Linked DNA regions of Sus scrofa: region 2 is linked to region 1. A link is a contact called in public Hi-C data. All regions are on one chromosome and are shown on one strand. The core of a region is the stretch at or near the end of the contact, and the rest is flanking DNA. Distances in the headings are between cores, read along the strand shown. Region 1 holds the start of RPRD1A (regulation of nuclear pre-mRNA domain-containing protein 1A). Region 2 holds the start of FHOD3 (FH1/FH2 domain-containing protein 3).

Evidence for each region. Hi-C and Micro-C count contacts between places; a contact is called where the count stands out from the background.
Region 2: a contact with region 1 is called in a Hi-C map of skeletal muscle, with 2.8 times the contacts expected there. The contact joins the promoter of FHOD3 here to the promoter of RPRD1A in region 1. A contact is called at or near these places in 8 of 47 Hi-C or Micro-C datasets (alveolar macrophages, embryonic fibroblasts, mesenteric adipose tissue and 4 more).

Annotation. Positions count from the first base shown.
Region 1 is chr6:119,831,921-119,835,590 of Sscrofa11.1, reverse strand. RPRD1A (regulation of nuclear pre-mRNA domain-containing protein 1A) reads left to right here and starts at 1,569. Exons shown (of 7, transcript XM_003356411.5): 1 at 1,569-1,894. The coding sequence starts at 1,744.
Region 2 is chr6:120,035,167-120,038,836 of Sscrofa11.1, reverse strand. FHOD3 (FH1/FH2 domain-containing protein 3) reads right to left here and starts at 2,013. Exons shown (of 27, transcript XM_021096278.1): 1 at 1,693-2,013. The coding sequence starts at 1,857.

The DNA of each region.
Region 1 (3,670 bases), core at 320-2,819:
AAAGAGTTTAATACAAGAGCCTGTGCTGGGTGATTCTAGTGATTCTAAACAGGCTTTATGGAAAGCAGGAGTCTGTTCTGGATTGGGTTCTGTTCAGGAAGGAGAGACAGTTTGGCGATTGGGTAGGTCTTTGGTAATTTTTATCTGGAATGCCAAAGGATTGAGATTGGGTTAGAGCTATCACTGGTAAAACAGCTGTAATCACTGATGTAGTTAAAAGAGAATATTGGTAGTTTTCATGGTTTCAAGGTGGCCTTGACTCTTGACTCACTTATTCTACTACAATGTCAGAATGGCCTTTGAGTATTGTTTATATCCTGAGAGGCCTGCTTCTGTTTTGTTAGGAACATTACAGCCTAATGTGAAATTTAAGAAAGGAAAACCTGGAGTTCCCATTCTGGCTCAGCGGGTTAAGAACCTGACTAGTATCCATGAGGATGCGGGTTCAATCCCCGGCTTCTCTCAGTGGGTTAGTGCTGCAAGCTGTGGCATAGGTTGCAGATGGGGATCATATTTTGTGTTTCTGTGGCTGTGGTGTAGGCTCTGATTCATCCCCTAGCCTGGGAACTTCCATATGCCGCAGGTGTGGCCCTTAAAAAACAAAAAGGAAAGAGAAGATACTTATGATCAAGTAAAAAGGAATATTCGATGACTACTTGGTGAAAGTTCTGGAACAGTGCTTCTCAAAAGATGGTTTAGGAACTCCTGTGATTCCTTGTGTACCTATCTTGAAGTTTCTTATATTAATATTAGAGTACAACAGTATCCATCTTTCTGTGTCCTTTGTGATTTATCATAGTTAACACAAGTACAAGGTCAAAATGTGCTGGGTTATGAGATTTCTGAAATCTATTTTAAATTACACAATACATAAATATGTTCTTGTAAAAAATAAAAACAATACAGACACAGCTTAAGGGTTCCAGTTCTAATCCTCCACACAACTATTTATGTTATGCGTATTTTTCCAGACCTTTTGCCATGCATTTACATACTTATGAATTAATATAAAATGTATACTTTTATAAAACAATGTTATACTGTAGTTTTCCTTTTACAACTTAAAAAAAAACCCAATTCACCATTGGATTTATGAATATTTTAAGCTGCTGCATGTATTTTGTAATATGAAGTATCACAGTTAATTTAGCCATTTAGTTGCTGCGAAAGTCCCAGCTCTTTGCTGTTACTGAGCTGGACCATAAAGCTAGCATACAGCTGCATGGGCAAACATGCTGGGGTTCCCTAGCACTGACAGCACTTAGTGAAATCTCAAGGTCACCAGAAAGGTATATTTTAAAATGTAATATATCACCCCAAATACTTTTCCAAAGTGGCTATACCAAATTTACACACCTATGTAGAGGTTTTTAAAGACCCCTTGATAGAAATACTTTCTCCCAGCAGGAGAGTTCAAGGCCTGGCACACCCGCCCCTTCTCCGGCCTTGACCTCGGCAGTACCGCCCCACTGCCTCTCTATCTCTAGGCTCAGCCCCGCCCCTTCCGCTTGGAGGTCCCACCTCTTGGCCGCTTCTGTTCAGAGGGCGGGGCGTGGGTCGTCCGTGACATCACTGCCGGCTAGACGCCATCTTGCTGGTTCCCGGCGGGTCTTGGATGTGGCGGCCCCAGTGTTGAGGGCGTGGGCAAGGGTGGGGTGAGGGGGCGAGGCCGCGGCTGGGGCGGCGAAACTCTCCACCCCTCAGCCCCACCGCGTGGGACGGCGTGAACGAGGTGTCGGAGGGATGTCCGCCTTCTCTGAGGCGGCGCTGGAGAAGAAGCTGTCGGAGTTGAGCAACTCGCAGCAGAGCGTGCAGACCTTGTCCCTGTGGCTGATCCACCACCGCAAGCACTCGCGGCCCATCGTCACCGTGTGGGAGCGGGAGCTGCGGAAAGGTAAGACGGCCTCGCCTTTCTGCCGCTCCCTCCCACCCGGCCGGGTCCCTGAGGTCCCCCAAACCCTGCGCCCTGCTCCTTGAGGCCCCCATTACCCCAGCGACCCCACCTCACCGCCGCCCCGAACCCCCACTACCGAGCGCCCGGGGCTCCCTGGTGTCCGTGGTCTGCGGGCGGGGAGAAGTGTTGTGCGCTGCTCTTCCTGCAAAGTCGGCGCTTAGTAGGCTGTTGAATAAGGAATAAAGAACCGATACTTCTGTTGATTTAACGCGGAGACAGTAGCCAGGGGCTCAGGACTCTGCACCTAATTGCAGTCAGGTGTTTTGTTTTTTAATTGTGTACATTATAATGGAGGATGGGGGGAAATTGGGAAATGTGCACAGGAAAAGATCTGTATGCGGTTGGGAAATACCTATTTCTGTGACACATCATCTCAATCTTATAAAATTAATAGAGGAGTCAGAGTTTAGAGCTGGGAAACCTAAAATAAGATGCGTGATGCAATGGAAAAAATCCTGAATTTGTAGATTTTAGAGGACCTGAATTAGGGAAATTTCTTTATTTCTGAATTGCAAGTGCCTGAAAATGAGGGAGTTAGATTAAGTGAGGTAAGGTCCTTTCTTGCTCTATGATTATACGCCTCTGGGGCAGTGTCTTTATTTTACAAAGCATTCGATAGTGTTTCTGTAAATGAAGTTAACTTTTCGAGCAGTAGTCTTGCTGTCACTAAAATATCTAGAAGAATCATTTTGCTATGACTGCAGAGCCAATTTATCCAAGAACTGATTGTATGATAGCGCGACTGAAAATTAAAATATTTCGTCTGCTTAGTCTGGATTTGTACCTTAATTCTTAATTAGGTATAGGTAGTGGGCTCTTTCAATTGTTGTTTCAAACACCCTGATGTATCAGATATGATGGTTATTTATTAATTAAGGGTTTTAACAACATGTTCTTCATCAAAATAAATGTTTAAGTACTGATCCGTAAGAAAGCCATATGATAAATTAATATGAGAGCCAAAATGTGGCGTTGGCTATGTAGAATGGAGACAAACTCATTTTCTTGTGTGTTTGCTTGTGATTGATCCATTAGAAGAAGTTGACGTAGAGCTCTGTTTTTCACTTCATATGTAAGTGTATGTGTATTGGCTCTCATGGAGGAATTCACCTATAAGTAGCCAAAAAGGTTTGAGAAACACAAATATAAATGTCTGGAAAATAGCTGTGAACTTTGAGAAGGCAGGTATTGTATTTGCTTTTTTGCCTTGCTAGATATGAAAATCAGCAACAGGTGTATATATACTTTTTTTTTTTTGAAAAGAGTGTAAGGATTGGTACCCAGACTGTTTCTAAGAACTACCACAGATCAGTAGAAAGATGGACATACTGTTAAAGGCATTTCACATTAGAGAAACCGGAAAGACCAGTAAATGATACTTAATCTTACTAATCAAGGAAAATCAATGAAGTACCACTTTATACCCTTTGGTTTGCAAAATTTAAAAGCATGATAATACCAAAAATTGGGAAGGAAGACAGGAAACAGGAACTCTCTTCAATTGCTGATTGTAGTGTAAAAAAGGGATGGTCTTAGCAACCTCTAATGAAGTTGAAGGTATATATCTTTTGATCTAGTAGTTCTTCCGTGATTATATCTTGGACACTCAAGGAATTATGTTTATTGTAGTCTTTTTTTTTTTTGTCTTTTTAGGGCCACACCCGTGGCATATGGAGGTTCCCAGGCTAGGGGTCTAATTGGAGCTGTAGCCACCGG
Region 2 (3,670 bases), core at 764-3,263, 200 kb before region 1:
CCATCTCAGAAAGTCCCACCAGCCAGTCTAACTGCTGTGCAGTGGCTTCTAGCTAGGGGGTGGGGGTGGGGGAGGGGCAATGCTGGAGCATCAGGATTCCCTAACAGACCAGGAACACTGGATCAAGGCCATGGGGCTATTCCATGGAAACATAAAAATGTACTTCCACTTCCAGCTTGAAAGATCAGTGCGTGTATATAGGGTTTGAAATCCAAGGGAACCACTTCAAGGTCACAGGGCCACAATTATGAGTCTTCTATGGTTTCAACAAAAGATCACTGTAATCAGAGACCATAATGAATGAAACAACCGTGATGCTGAAGAACCATGATGCTTTTAACTAATTCCACTGATTGAGAAGAACCAACAAATTCACAGAAGTGATTCTGATAAGCTGAATCCACAATACATCATTCTGTCTCCCTCACCCACCTCCCAATCCAATCTGTTTTCGTGACCAGAGAGGTTTCCAGGAACAGTAACTGAATCCATCCTGCAGCAACACAGACAGAAGGAGACAGAATTGCCCCACTCCTCATTCCTGAAAAATGGGTTACTCATTAAGTAGTGTTGGGGGGACTGATCTACTACTAATAGACACCACTGCCAAAGTTCACTGGCTTCTACACAACCTCCCTCTCTACTTCCAAGGCAGGTGAACATCATACAGAAATCTAAAGAATTTTTAAAAATCAATTTTGTTCTCCTTGGCATCAAGGGTTATCTCTCCCAAATATTTATCTATGTTGGTCCTCAAAGAAGAGTAAATCATCCACAAGCTTTGATATGAACCCTAAGCAAAAAAAAAAAAAAAAATGTATCAGGGAAGTAATTTTTTAAGGTGCAGTCACCCTGTTTAAGTGGGAGGAAGGGTTCTCCTGGGCAACTAAATGGTTAGCTTTCAATGCCGCGCTCTTTTGCAACACACACTTTGCAAGATGCCTGTCCTGAAAAGGGTTAAAAAAAAAACAAAAACTCTATCGGTGGACTAAGAATCCATTCTTCCCAGGGGACACTCATTTCAGGCTTTGTGCGCGCGCGGCCCCTCCGTGCCCCGGCCCCTCCTCGCATGAAACGACTGCCCCTCCAAGCTTCCCAAGGCCACCTGCTTCTAAGAAAAGGGGGCCACTCGGAACACTATCGCAGCGCGAGCCGCGTCCTCCGCGGTGCCTCCCAGGGGAGGAAGAAGAGGTGTTGCTGGGAAGCGTGCTTTGTCGCCAGGGCCGCGCGGCCGCCCTCACTGGCCTCAGAGGCCTGAGAGATTTTGTCCAGGGCATCGCTCAGGGCTCTCCTCCGAGGGACCTGAGCCCCTTGGGCCCGGGTTCTTTCCGAGCGCGGCTCGGGGCCGGTCTTGGCCCCACTCCGCCTCCTCGGCCCAAGCTAACGGCGCGGTGCGGGGAACCTCTCCATCCCGCCTCCGGCCCGCGCGGCACCTGTTCGGCCCCGCCCTCCCCCCTCTCCGCTCTGGACCGGAACGCGAGGCAGTCCTCCTTGCTGGCCGGGGAGATCCCGCACCAGCCTGCAGGTGCTGGGACCCCTCTGCCTAACCGGGTGGGGGAGGTCTGCCCTTGGGCGCTTGTCCTCCCGCCGCGACCAGCCCAGCTTGCCTGCGGCTCCCCTACCCCAGCGGACCCCCCCACCCCGCAGCAGGGGCTGAGTCCAGGGGTCCTAGACCGCCCCGCCGGGCCCTACCTTGTGTGGCGCCCGCAGCAGCCGGTGGACCCCGGCCAGCTGGGTGCCTAGCGCGAGGTCCTCGCGGAACGTGAAAAGCGGCGGTCGGCTGGGCTCCGGGAAGTTGGTGCTGTTGAAAGGGTCCGTGTCGTCCAAGAACTGCACCCGGCAAGCCAGCGTGGCCATGATGCATCCCTGCCCCGGAGGGGGCGCGGGCCCCGGAATCAGCGGGGCCGCGGGCCGGGACGCTGGGGTCACCGCGAGCAGGGGAGGCCGCGGCCGGCGCTCGCTGGCTCGCGGGCTCTCAGGCTCCGGCGCGCCTGGCTGCAGCCCGGGCTCCGGCCGCGGGGGGCGGGGCGGGGCGGGGGCGGGGCTGTCGGGCCCCCTCCTTCCCCTCGCTCTCCGGCTCCTCCCCTCCTCCGTCCTCCTAGCGCCTGCGGCTTGCCGAGACCCACGCGACCCGCCGCCGGGAACTGGAAAGGGAGAACTGCTCGCGCAGCATCCGCAGCCCTGCGCCAAGCCCACTGGCGGCGGGGAGCAGACAGCCCTCCACCCCCGGCGGCCAGACCCTGGCAGCGCGGACACTGTCTGAGCAGCCGGCTGCACGTGCACCCCGCGGCCCAGGGAGCCCAGGATGAGCTGCACCCCTCGGGGCTTTGGAAACCGGGGTGTGCAGGCGGGGTGGGGGCATGGACCTCCTCTGGCTTCTTCCCCATCTGGAAGAGGGCTTAACTCTGCAGATGAAGGCGGCGGCGGCCTGTATCCTGCAGCCTGGATTTGGAAAACCAGCTGGGCCCCAGTAGGCGAGGGAGACGGCCCCCAGCAAGCAAGCGGGGTGGTGGCATCCACCTGGAGCCCAGGCGAGGATTCCGGGGGAGATTTCCCTTGGGGAAAAAAAGAAAGCTAAGAAAGAGAAGGGTGAGCTGGGGGCATCTGGCACCTGTTCTTAAAAGACAAGCCCAGGGGCGCCAGAAGTGAGGCGTGGGGGACTGCTAGGGTGCAGGTCGGGACACCAGCGCTAGGCTGGGCGCCCGGGCCGCCTGGTGGGTGCTGGTTGACACTCTGCATTACCGCGGCCTCTTAGCCCGTTAGGTATCTGAAAGCCCTAAATGGACCTAGTGGGGCCGCGGGGGTCTCTTCCGGCGTGGTCACCGAATTGCAGGGACCCGCTGGCAATCTAGGACTTGGAGGGAAGATTTTCGGCCTGAACCTTGAGACTCCTTGCTGCTCGAGGGTGACCCCCTTCGTTTCCAGTGAGAACTCCATAGCCTCCATTCCCAGGCTATGGCCAAGGTTGCTGTTCTCCTCATACATCAAGTAGATCTCATGAAATGTACCCGATATCTCTTAACATCAACATCTTCACAAGGTGGTTCTATAACGTGTCTCTCTCCTTTTCTTATGGTTTCAAAAAGACGAACCCCTCATCCCATACTTAGACTCTTCACCTGCATCTTTAACCTGCTCTCTCCATGGACTCTCCCTGTCACACGTGCACACTTACTCTTGCTCTTAAAATAACGATGATCTATGACACCTGCTCATTCCAGCAGACCTTCTAGCTCTCATTACTTTTGCTATTAAACTCTCTGCGTGAGTCCTTTAGACAAGCCCGTCATCAGGCTCTTGGGCAGAATGCTAAACTCCCAAATCCCACTCCTTTGACCCTGGCCTCCTACCCTTTCATTTTCACCACTATTTTCATCTTCCTATGGAGAGAGTCCTCAGCCGTTTCTGGCTGCCCTGTTTCTCACAATCATCCCAACATGAATCCCCACGCATCAGCTTAGAGGCCTCCTTGCTGCACTCTCTTGGCCTCACCTATCCAGTCCCTAGGTGGTTGCTCCTGCCCCATCTGCCAAGTGCCTGCTGGCAGTAACCCCTCTCAGTGGCATATCTCCCCAGAAGTGTGGCCTCCCCACACCTCTCAGGCTGCCACAAACTTTTGCCACTTCCCTCTCCCCACAGGTTATTGGATAAAGAAAAACCATCTCTTAAT